Linked DNA regions of Mus musculus: all the other regions are linked to region 1. The links are chromatin contacts, called in public Hi-C, HiChIP or PLAC-seq and promoter capture Hi-C maps. All regions are on one chromosome and are shown on one strand. The core of a region is the stretch at or near the end of the contact, and the rest is flanking DNA. Distances in the headings are between cores, read along the strand shown. Region 1 holds the start of Kirrel3 (kirre like nephrin family adhesion molecule 3). Region 2 overlaps Kirrel3 (kirre like nephrin family adhesion molecule 3). Region 3 overlaps Kirrel3 (kirre like nephrin family adhesion molecule 3). Region 4 overlaps Kirrel3 (kirre like nephrin family adhesion molecule 3).

Evidence for each region. Promoter capture Hi-C pulls out the DNA fragments that hold promoters and counts their contacts. Hi-C and Micro-C count contacts between places; a contact is called where the count stands out from the background. HiChIP or PLAC-seq counts read pairs in DNA pulled down with a chosen protein or histone mark.
Region 2: a promoter capture Hi-C map of hippocampal neurons shows a contact between it and region 1, with 8 times the contacts expected there. The contact joins the enhancer-like site here to the promoter of Kirrel3 in region 1. A contact is called at or near these places in 4 of 39 promoter capture datasets (cancer-associated fibroblasts, embryonic stem cells, hippocampal neurons and 1 more), 2 of 484 Hi-C or Micro-C datasets (both in cerebellum), 7 of 115 datasets of contacts at active chromatin or transcription factors (craniofacial prominence, embryonic basal ganglia, embryonic forebrain and 4 more) and 3 of 9 other capture datasets (adipose tissue, embryonic stem cells and liver).
Region 3: a contact with region 1 is called in an H3K4me3 HiChIP or PLAC-seq map of neural tube, with 4 times the contacts expected there. The contact joins the enhancer-like site here to the promoter of Kirrel3 in region 1. A contact is called at or near these places in 3 of 39 promoter capture datasets (embryonic stem cells and liver), 1 of 484 Hi-C or Micro-C datasets (nephron progenitors), 5 of 115 datasets of contacts at active chromatin or transcription factors (astrocytes, embryonic limb bud, forebrain and 2 more) and 3 of 9 other capture datasets (adipose tissue, embryonic stem cells and liver).
Region 4: a Hi-C map of cortical neurons shows a contact between it and region 1, with 5 times the contacts expected there. The contact joins the enhancer-like site here to the promoter of Kirrel3 in region 1. A contact is called at or near these places in 15 of 39 promoter capture datasets (the 3T3-L1 cell line, the C10 cell line, the SN4741 cell line and 8 more), 4 of 15 datasets of contacts at CTCF or cohesin (embryonic stem cells, hippocampal excitatory neurons, pro-B cells and 1 more), 197 of 484 Hi-C or Micro-C datasets (the 3T3-L1 cell line, 3T3-L1-derived adipocytes, the AML12 cell line and 95 more), 23 of 115 datasets of contacts at active chromatin or transcription factors (SST interneurons, astrocytes, craniofacial prominence and 13 more) and 5 of 9 other capture datasets (adipose tissue, embryonic stem cells, embryonic tail and 2 more).

What each region holds. Positions count from the first base shown.
Region 1 is chr9:34,487,424-34,490,123 of GRCm38.p6, forward strand. Kirrel3 (kirre like nephrin family adhesion molecule 3) reads left to right here and starts at 1,308. Exons shown (of 17, transcript NM_001190911.1): 1 at 1,308-1,735. The coding sequence starts at 1,681.
Region 2 is chr9:34,770,449-34,773,148 of GRCm38.p6, forward strand. The region is part of intron 1 of Kirrel3 (kirre like nephrin family adhesion molecule 3); the gene reads left to right. Among named protein-coding and RNA genes, the nearest start is that of Gm33561, 83 kb to the right of the region's middle. Within about 2 kb of position 1,388, at least 18 of the 459 cell types and tissues checked have an H3K27ac peak or open chromatin away from gene starts, as enhancers often do. A contact at or near this core is called in cerebellum and hippocampal neurons, where this site is marked.
Region 3 is chr9:34,796,973-34,799,672 of GRCm38.p6, forward strand. All of the region lies in intron 1 of Kirrel3 (kirre like nephrin family adhesion molecule 3), which reads left to right. Among named protein-coding and RNA genes, the nearest start is that of Gm33561, 57 kb to the right of the region's middle. Within about 2 kb of position 1,254, at least 7 of the 459 cell types and tissues checked have an H3K27ac peak or open chromatin away from gene starts, as enhancers often do. A contact at or near this core is called in neural tube, where this site is marked.
Region 4 is chr9:34,751,608-34,754,307 of GRCm38.p6, forward strand. All of the region lies in intron 1 of Kirrel3 (kirre like nephrin family adhesion molecule 3), which reads left to right. Among named protein-coding and RNA genes, the nearest start is that of Gm33561, 100 kb to the right of the region's middle. Within about 2 kb of position 1,389, at least 22 of the 459 cell types and tissues checked have an H3K27ac peak or open chromatin away from gene starts, as enhancers often do. A contact at or near this core is called in cerebellar granule neurons, cortical neurons, hippocampal excitatory neurons and 3 more, where this site is marked.

The sequences.
Region 1 (2,700 bases), core at 58-2,557:
CCTTGCAGTCAGCAAAGCCCCATATCTGTAATACTGATGGAAGGGTAAGAGATCCCTAAAAGGACTCCCTAAGGTCCAAAGACTGCAGAAAGTAATGATTGATTTTGTAATTGAATGTTGAATGACGCACATTGAGAAAGCATCTTTCATTTTCCCCATCTCTCCCTTTAGTCCCTCTTCACCCACTCTCTATAACACTGCATATTTTTATGTGTTGCTTTGTAAGATACTTAGAGTTTGTGTCTTGTATGCACTCAACTTCCACTTTGGATCACAAGCTCCTGGAGGCATGGTCAATTTTACTTTCCCCCATGGCATGCCTAAATGTGTATCAAGTAAATAGACCTAGAAAAATTCATGTTGCTATCATGGAGGACATGGAGTTTGATTTGAGTGTGGATTTCATGACAGGTAAAAGACTTGCAGGTTTTTAAGAAATTGTTGCCTATGACCTTGGCCTCTCCTTGGCAATCAAACTCACAGCACCTTTTGGAGAAGAGGCATCCTTATAGTGATGGAGTGCTCATTAGAGGAGAGAGGCTCAAATGCAAAGACAGACTGCTGCCTGTCCTTGTTAGGGGAGACACAGACTGGGATAATAGTAATAAATAGGTATGTGTCACAAACCTGCCTGCGTTCGCTCTTAACTCCTGCATTTTGTTTTCTAGGAGCAGTGCAAGCAAACTAAGATCCAAACACCCAGGGCTTATCAATTCCAACCCCCTCCTCCACTCCTCTACCCCCCCCCACACACACACATACACACAAACCACCACCATCACCCCAGTCACCACATCACACACGCACACAACACACACACACACACACACACACACACACACACACACACACCAAGAAAGTCCCCCAAATGCAAAGCCTGCCCTGCTTGTGCTTATCTCAACTCCCTAGCCTTGGCTACACACACTGGCTAAGTCCCTGCTGGGGAAAGATGCACCCCTGACTACCTTTTAGCCCAGTTGCCAGTCCCTAGTGCAACAGCAAGGCAGGCACATTTTGATGCATGTGCACGAGTCTAATCATCGGTAACTTCACTCCCGTTTAACAACATTACATCGTGTGAACAGAAAGTCACAGCTCCGCTCGGTGCTCACTATACGTTCTGGTCAATAATGGTAACAAAAGCAGAGTATCCCCCTGTTTAGGGAAAAGAAGAAAAGCACAGCCTTTCTGCAACCCTCCCGTTTTGCAAAGCGTTCCCCTTTCCAAGTGTTTCCTCTTTAATTATGACCTGTTTCCCCTCCCTCTTCCCCCCGCCCCAGCTTCTGTGAAAGGAGCCCTTCTGTCACTCGTCACTCGCTTGCTCGCTCGCCCGCTCGCTAGCTCGTTCGCTCGCTGTGGGAGGAGCCCGCCAGAGGAAGCCGTGTGCCTGGGATGCCAAGAACCAGAGAATGGATCTGCTCCGAGTGGGCACATTGCTAAGGATCCCGGCTTCCCGAGGCGACTGAAAACAAGCATTTGGTTTCGGCTGCCTGCAGATACCCGGAGACACAACGAGACCTAAGCGGACCAGAGGAGGGACAGACCGACTGACAGATAGATGGTCGGCGCGAACCCTGGAGGACCGGCGGCGGAGGCTGAGCACCGCGAGCCCAGCCGCCGCGCTTGAAGAGAAACTAACTGCACACCCAAGTTGCCCGCCGGCTGCCCGCGCGCTGAGGAATGAGACCTTTCCAGCTGGATTTGCTCTTCCTCTGCTTCTTCCTCTTCAGTCAAGGTAGGAACCCGGCGCGCCGGAGTTGGAGCAAAGTCGGCGGCGGCGGCGGCGGCGGCAGCGGAGGGCGCGGGTGGCTGAGGGCTGAGGGCTGAGAGCTGGGAGGTGGACAGGCTCGGGAACTCGTACTAGCTGAGGGTCTTGGTGCCGGCCCATTGGCAGTTAAGTAGCATTGCTTCTTTGCATTTGCAAATGCTACAAAATGGAACTGTGGGTTTCCCTTCGGAAGGAAGGGGCTGGGAGAACAGGGGAGGCTGCACTTTCTCGTCTTTCTTGTCCACGTCCAACTCCAACTCTCCGATGCATGTAAGTTCTTTATGCACCCGGTATATTAATTAGGTAACATCCGTGTGGCTAGGCCATTCGGAACTTCTGGGTGCCTGCTCGCCTTTCTAGCCAGGTTGGAAAAGGGGAGCCTGGCGTAGGTGGAGATTTCAGTTTCAGTAAGGTCTAACTTGCCCGGGTGTGTTTAAAGCAAATGTGCGAGGTCTGCACAGTTGCAGAAAGGGATGCGATTAGGGAAGGTTCTGAGGCGGGTATTTACAGTGGCTGGGGAAAAGAACGCTTGTAAAGAGTTACATTGAATGTCACCCATTTCCCTGAGCAAGGCTGAATTCTGAATCCTACCAAGCACTGGATTAGGTGTATGAAATGGAATTTCGCCCCTGGTGCCGATTGCTTCCTTTCTGCAATCCTAGCAGGTGGACTCTCCAGAAAGAACTTTGCTACCTCTGGGATCCTTGCCACTGAGAGTCATGGGGTGGGTCATGGTGGAGGGAGGACTAAGCACGCGCCTACTTAGCTAAAGGCATCAACAGTCACCTGTGGAATTAAGACTGAAAGAGCCAAGTCAACCCATTCCGTCCCACTCTTTTGGAATGGCAGTGCCACCTCTGCCATCTGAGGCAGCATGTGTGCCTGCCAGCACAGCTCTTGGAGGGACAGGACTTTCAGAAAAAAAAAAAAAA
Region 2 (2,700 bases), core at 138-2,637, 280 kb after region 1:
AAACACAAGCCACTTCAGTGCTATTGAGTCTCATGTTTATTTATCTGTTAAAAAATAGCAATAACTGTCACCTCATAAAATTGTTGGGATTACAAGAGATAATGCATGTGAAAGTGTTTAGCAAGTCTGGAGTTTAGCTATGATAATTATTATACACATTTTCAAATCATAATTAAGAACATATTTTTTCTTCCTTTAGAAATTCTGAGTCTTTACTGTCTAGAGAGTAACAACTAGCTACACATGGCCAGTGGGCACTGGAAACGTGTCCCATTCCAATTGGTATATGTATAGCTATAGCAGATTTTGAAGGCTTATTGTCTCAACAACAGTAGAATATTGAATAACCTTATAGTGATCATCTACTAACTTAATGCTGTGGATATGTTAGCTAAAATGAAACCTATTCATAAAATAAATTCACACATTTCCCTTTACTCACTATGGCTATCAGGGAATTTTAAACTGTAGATGGGGCTTGCAATGTACTTGGATTAGACAGCAGTACCCTAGAGGGTTGGATGTGTGCTGCTTCATCTTTTACAGCATCTTTTGGGAACACTATCAGTATTTGTCTACTGAATTGTGATGCTAGTGAGCGAGCGAGTGAACAAGAGAGCGGTCGTCTCCATCTGCTTGGCAGTCATGGGAGAGTATAAGCTGTGCTCCTGGCTTGTATTAGAATAGGTTGGGTGGAGCCTCAGGCTATGCCATAATCACCTCCCACAATGCTTTCCTGGTACCAGCCAAATCTAGTAAATAGCTCAAAACCCACCATGCCACTGCTACCACACCTACCAGCCTTCAGGAGACACCCAGGGGAATTGGCTCCACTTCCCTTTCCACCCTTCATGAACCTCTCCTAGTAACTAGTTAAAGTAAGTTGACTGGGAGAAGGGGAGGAATTACCTGCTTAAGGAGGAGCCTGTAGACACATCTTAACATCCCCAGTACCTTCCTGAGAAAGCCACCTCTGCCTGTACAGCAGGAGTATAGGGTGTGCTCTGCCTCCATGCAGGAAAATCAGTGACTTGGATGGGAAGCTTGGACTCTTTCCTACTGAGCTACATGACCAGACCATCTGTCTCCTCTGGGACTTACTGCCAGAGTAGGGAGAGGAGCCAAAGGCTCCCCTGAGCTCAGTGCTGTCCAATACTGCTCAGAACTCTTGTCATGGCATGAGGAACCCTCCCCAGCCAGAAAGCTGAGTTACAGCCTAGGCCATGGACATAGTCAGGCCCCTCCTACTTGGCTTCTTTTTTCTTCCTTACCACCTAGCCTAAACCTGCTTGGGTACCTGAGACCCACTCCAGACTATCTCAAACCTACCTATCAGAGCCTGCTACCTGGGAACACAAAGCCACTATCCACCAGACCTAGTTCCAACACGATACAGCCTGACAATCCCACAGAAGTAGACACCCAAGCTAGAAGACCACATGGCCCAACCACCTTGGACCCAGCAAGAGCATTTGAAGAGATGAGACAACTTTTTAAAAATAGAGTCGTAGAAGGCCTGGGAGAGGGATTTGTCTCTCCAGAGTGTCTTTTCTTCGGGATCTGTGTCAGAAGGGTTCTTAAATCTTCAGAAAGCCCTCATCTCTCCGCAAGCGTGAGAACGTGGTAGCAGCGAGGCACAGTAAAAAACCTGCTGATAGACAGATGGAATGGTGTAATTATACGCAGGAGGGAGAGAGGGAGCGTTTGCTGAAATTATTAGTGTGGGCAGACAATTAGAGGCTTTTCCAGAAGATTACACTTTTCCCTCCCATCTGCGCTCCATTTAGGAGTTTTTACATTCACAATGCTATTTCCTCCTCAGCTGTGCCATTTGCCATTTTGCCCAAATTATTATTGTGCTTGACTTTGCGATTGTTCAGACTTCACCAACACTGCTGTCTCTCTCTACTTGGCACTTGCTTTGCTCCCCAAGCCACCCTGCGTCTCTCCCCTCCATCCTCTCCATCCCTTCTTCCTCTGCTTTCCCTCCTGCTCCCAGGTTAACCAAACAAGGTCCTCAAGTGTTTAGCAGGATTGTGGCCACTCGTTTGTGACAGATGGCAATTAATGCACCATCATCATAGGTGACCATGGCATTAGGACAACTCAGAAGCCATGGAGAGAGCTCCTGGACCTGGGAGAAAAGTTTCTTTTCTTTTCTTTTTTTTTAAACTATGGCATATTTTTGCAAATGTTACTGATTAGCATATGCTAATGATACATATTGGTGGGGTACAGGGTGCACTATTAGATAAGGGTGATTAGCATTCTCATCTTCTATCCTGTCCTCATGTTGGCAATCTTCGCTTCCCTGTCTTCTAATGCCTAATAAAACATATACTAACTTATGGTTAACTAGAGCCACCCACCACACTACATCTCATCCTTCTGCTAACTGGATGTATGTGCCCTTTAGAATCTATGGACTGCTGTGGGAGGTAAGAGCCTGTGTTCCCTGCCTGTCCAGGTTAACCTAGGCTTGGGTTATTGCATCTGAGTTAAATGTTCTGATCTACTGTGGGTCTGATGTTCTTAAACTCCAGAGCCTCATTCATGATCGCCAATCATTCATTTATCCATGTACTCAGTAGAGAGGCACCGAGAACTTTACATGTTGCTGCAGTGTTCAATGCTGGAAGGCTAAGGACAACCAGTGTTGCTCCTACCACTGAAGGGCTTTCTCAGACCAGTGTCTGTGGA
Region 3 (2,700 bases), core at 4-2,503, 310 kb after region 1:
ATGTGTACATTGAAACCCAATCCCTGATGTCATGGTGTTAGGAAATAGAGCACATGGCAGGTGAGCAGGTCTCTGCTCTCTTGAGTGAGATAAGCTCCCCTGTGAAAGAGGCCTGAGGAAGAGGGTTTGCTCCTTCTACCACTTGAGGACACATAAAAAGCACCATGAACCAGCAGCAAGCCTTTAGCAGACACCAAATGTGCTTACTCCTTGATCTTGGCCTTCAGAACTGTGAGCAATAAATCACCCAGTTTAAGGTATTTCGCTACTTCAGCCCAAACTAACACAGGGATAAATCTGACATAAAGGTAGACATAAAGTCTTTGAAGTCTCTTCTAAGCTACAAAATTCCCAAAACACTTCTCAAAAGCAAACTGCTCCTGGACTGGGAGTGTAGCTCAGTGGTAGAGTGCTTGCCTACCAGGCTTGAGGTCCTGATCATCCCTGGTCCTGAAAAACATAACAAGAACAACAACAAATTGTTCTTGCCTTCTTTCTGGAACATTCCAACAGAACCATGTGACCTTCTAGTCTTCTCATGTAAATCTCTAGTCTCCAACTAAAAATACTTCAAGCCCAGTCAGGGCTAAGAGTTCACTCAATATCACAAAGGTAATGGGAGAGCCATGGTCAGAAGTAGCCTCATTTGCTGAGAAGACCTTACACAGACAAACCCTGCAGGTGTCTACTGAGATCATTTCCCTCCAGACTCTTACGTTAGATAGGGGGAAACTAACGAGCAAGGAAAAACACAGTCTACTGTCTCAAGCTTACTTTAATGCTTCTGTGGGCAAATTAAGATTTAGGGAAAAGGTTTTTTTTTTTTTTTTTGTAGGATCCAGCTCCTATCCATATACCCACAGGACTCTCCTTGGAATGTGGAGAGTCTGAACCTGTCTGCTTTGCTCCAGGACTGTCCTCAGAGTATTCATGATGGGTGAGGCTCCAGGCTCCCGTTTATTTTTCCCTCTTCAGTTTCTGGTCCAATCCCAATGGCAGGCAATGAATGGAAACACAGATGAGTCTTGGAAACATGGAAAGAAGCAATTATAGACTCCTTCCTTTTCCTGCCCCCTCCTCCCTGTTGGCTCCTGAGAATTAGCATAAATTCCTTGGTCAGGAGAAGCTATCAAAATACCATCCATCTGGATCTAATTTCCAGAGCTTCTGGGCTCGAAAGTGACCAGAGTTAAAGGTCTATTCATAAATTTTTCTCTTGCAGTCTGCCAGAACCCAAATTCTGCCGGCAAGCTGTCTGTCCAGGGCAGATAACAGATGGAACTGGCTTGAATTCTGCACACACAGCACAGTCTCTCACTGACCAATCAACTCCACGCCTTACCCAGCCAGCTGTGGCCTTGTTACCTTGAACTTCATCTGTCTGGGTCTTCTGCTTTCCTCAGGTCCTCTGTCTCAGCAAGCTGGCTACAACTTATTGCCTACCCTGCCTAGATCCACTTCTAAGATTATCCCAGCCTTATTGGCATCCTTCTCTTCTGCTTTTCCAAACACCATTTCTTTCCTTTTTTAAAATTGATCAATTTTCATCATTTTATATACATATGCAATGTATTCCATTTAATCTCTATCAGCATCTTTCCTAGGTCCATGGCTTTGGCTTTTGCTTTGTCCATTGGAGCCATCAGTGGGTACATAATCGAGGGCAATGATATTTCCTCTCCCTGGTTTTATCCGTGGACAGTTCATCAGTGAAGTGTAGGGGGAGAGAGCCATTTCTGCCTCCAATTCTTTATCCCAGACACAAAGGGGGCAAGGAGACTCTTGCCTTATTATACTACTTTATATAATTTGATAAAGGGCAAACTAATAATAATTGGCTTTTTTAACATTTGATATTTAACACAAAGCAGTTATGGCATTATTCAAATAGAAGTGAGAACAACAGTTGATGGGTTAGTCAGCAACTTTGTTAGTTTGAAGGTTTAACAAGTCAAAGGAAGAACTGGTTGTATAAATCAAAGAAAGATTTTTCTCATTTATCTAACTAGATAATAAAGTCCTCAAGTATTGTGAGGCTGTTTAAATTATTCTTTGTATCCTCATAGCTCTATGCACAAAAGGAAGGACATATTCTGTGTGTGTGTGTGCGTGTGCGTGTGTACATGCATGTGTTCATTCTATTCTATAGTCACTGAATATTACCTATCCATCCCTCTCCCTGTCCAGGCACCTACCAATGACCACCACCTCTCTATAGCTGGACTTTCTCCTATTTTATAAAGATGGGATTGTACCATATATGTTTTTTTTTTCTCAGATTGGCATCTATCATTTTGCAATGGAGTTATCCGTGTCGTGACCTGCAAGCTCTTTTCTTTTTAGTGCTCCATGATGGTTCATCCTATGGCTTGGCCCACCCTTATTCATCTAGCTTTGTTCCCTGCTGAGGGGCATCTGTGTTGCTTTCTGTTTTTGATAGATACAAGTACAGCCACTAGAAAGCTTCGCAAAAAGGCCGAGTACACACATGAGCTCTCAAACCAGCTGGGCAGATACCCAGGAGTGTGAGTGCTTGCCTCATGGTAAGACAATGCTTGGCTTGCACAGTGGCTCTGCTATGGTACCTTCCCACCAGCAGTGAGGAGAGCTCCTTGTCTTCACGATGCCATCAGCTCTTTGGATTTCAGCCGCTATAATATGTGTGTCAATGTACCTCATTTTAACTTGCATTTCCTTAGT
Region 4 (2,700 bases), core at 139-2,638, 260 kb after region 1:
AAAGATGGATATTAGATATGCCACACATCAGCACAGGGTGGCATTACAGCATGCTATTAAGTTCAGATGCTGAGGCCCAGCAGAAATAACTTTGTTATTTGTAATCGCAATAAAGTATTTTATGTTGTGACTCAAAAGGAGAAACAGCATTGGTGAAAACTGACTTCTTCCTTCAGCAATGACCCTGAATTCACCAAGAAAGACAGAATCTGCTTAGACTGGGGTAGTTTAGCATCCAAGAGAATGCTGGATTGGGGTGCTGTGACTGTACTTCAGTCAGCTGAGCCCCAACAAAGAGTACTTGAGACCCTGGGTTGATTCCCCAATATCCCTTAAAATGAGATGGTGAAGACAGGCAGGTCTGCAATGTCATCCCATTCTCTCCAGAGGCAGAAGTGGGGGATAAGGACTTTAAGGTCATTTTCAGGCTCAGGTGGCATGAAGTCCACCTGGGCTATATCAAACCCCACCTCAGAACAGCAAAAGAAAAGTTGGTTTGAGATTCCCGAGCAGGACAGAGGGAAGGTATGTGCAAACAGTTGTTCCCAAGCCCAAGGAGAACTGGCAAAGCCCGGTTCACAACCAGAACTCCCAGAGATGCTGATTCAGTAGACATAGGGTGATGTGTACTTTCTATCACTGCTGGCACATACACCCTGAGGATGGGAACCACCCACAGTGTTCCGCTTATAAACACCAATCACATGTCTACACACCAGCCTTGGGAGGCTGCCTTCATTGTTCTATAAGAGAATAATTCAAATTCCTCCTAATTTCTGACAATCAGCTCCAATAAAAGTACCAGTGGGTTTAACAACTAAAGACCAAGAAGGGCAGGCATCCTTGAATAAAGCCAAAGGGGGGATAGAAGGAGCAAAGGAAATCTTGTCTGTGGAGTGCTTTGTGACAGTAGTTGTTCTGAGGTGATCCGGGCTAGGTGAGCCCAAATGCATCCTCAAGATTCCTCCCCATTCAAGCATGCCTTGGCTTCCCGTTTGCTCATTCACTTGTCAAAAAATATTCTGACCATCTGTGATGCACAGGGCACTTTGCTGGCCCCAGGCCCATTGGTGTTAGTGAGCAGACATGCTTTGGTTGTCAAGGGTGACAGACAAATAACTATAGTAGGGAAAAGTCCACAGCCATGAGCTGGAAAAAGAAGCAGATCTGCTTTGAATAAAGTGGATCCTATTTACATGAGGTGCAGAACAAAATGAAAGGCAGCTAACAGGAATCAGCTCACTCTACTGTAGTCTGCCTTGAGCACCCTCAGATGCCCTACAATCTTAAATTCAAGATAGCAAATAACTCTTTGTTTCAAGGGTCTAGCGCTTATACAAACTGGATTCCTGCTTCTGCTGGGGACATAGCTCCCCCTGGTGGTCGGAGGCCCAAGTTCTCACAGGCTACAATCTTTCCAAAGTGTGTTCAACAGGCATGCATGGCTTAGATGGGGATCTAAAGTCCAGAAAGCAAATAACCGCCTTGATTCCTTTGAGGGGTGCTCTGTTGGGTCATCTGAAACCTTCATTAATACCGAGTTTAAATCTCACCATCCCATTTTGCTGGGTGTTGGAATTTCAGGCAGTTAGTGAAGCTCTCGGACCCCCTATTTTAAGTTATTGCATTTGGATTGTAGCAAAAAAAAAAAAAAAAAAAAAAAAAAATGCTACCAAGCAATCCATTTCAGTGGATTCATTTAATGGTGCCAATAAGGAGCTGGTGTGAAGATTAAATATGACAACAAAATAACACCTAGCTTCTGGCAGGCCCTCCATGCTGCTGTTTTTATTTTAAAGTTTCAAATTCTTTCTTCTCTGCATCCTGCCTTCTACTTTTTCTCCCTTCCTCTCTCTAACCCTTACTCTATCCTCTCTTCTCTTGTACAGATCTTCCTGCTTCCTCTCCAGCCTTCCTTGCCCTTTTCCAACTCTGTCCTTTATCCTTCACAATCACCTTAAACACAAGTGCTCGCTCTCTCTCTCTCTCTCTCTCACACACACACATACATACATACATACATACATACATACATACACACACACATGAATGCACATATACACATGCACATGTACAAGCACATGCAAGCACTTGCACCATGTACATGCACACACAGAGAGAGAGAGAGAGAGAGAGAGAGAGAGAGAGAGAGACCTATTCTCTTTCTATTCACTTCTTTTTTTGTTTTGTTTTGTTTTTGTTTTTGTTTTTGTTTTTGTTTTTGTTTTTTCGAAACAGGATTTCTCTGTATAGCCTTGGCTGTCCCAGAACTCACTTTGTAGACCAGGCTGGCCTCGAACTCAGAAATCCACCTGCCTCTGCCTCCCAAGTGCTGGGATTAAAGGTATACACCACCACAACCCGGCTTCTATTCACTTCTTTTCTCCATCCTTCTTATTCCCAACCTTTTGTGAAAGTTCTTAGAGCCTATCATTGGACACATTCAGATGCTAAGAAGGTAATTTGCATGTTGTGCTAAGCCTAAAGGAGCCATTTTCCCATGAGTAGTGAACACTGTACCTCGTTGCCTGTTCTTCAGACAGGAACTGGAAGCCTGTCTGCATGAGTCACACTAGAGCATGGGTCCCTTCGCTCATCTTCGTCAGTGCTGGTACTTCAACACCCTGCCCCCTCTCTGGTCCTTCTGAGTTCTCTATTTGCAGCATCTCATCTTTGCATCCCTTGCCTTGACTCTTCCCT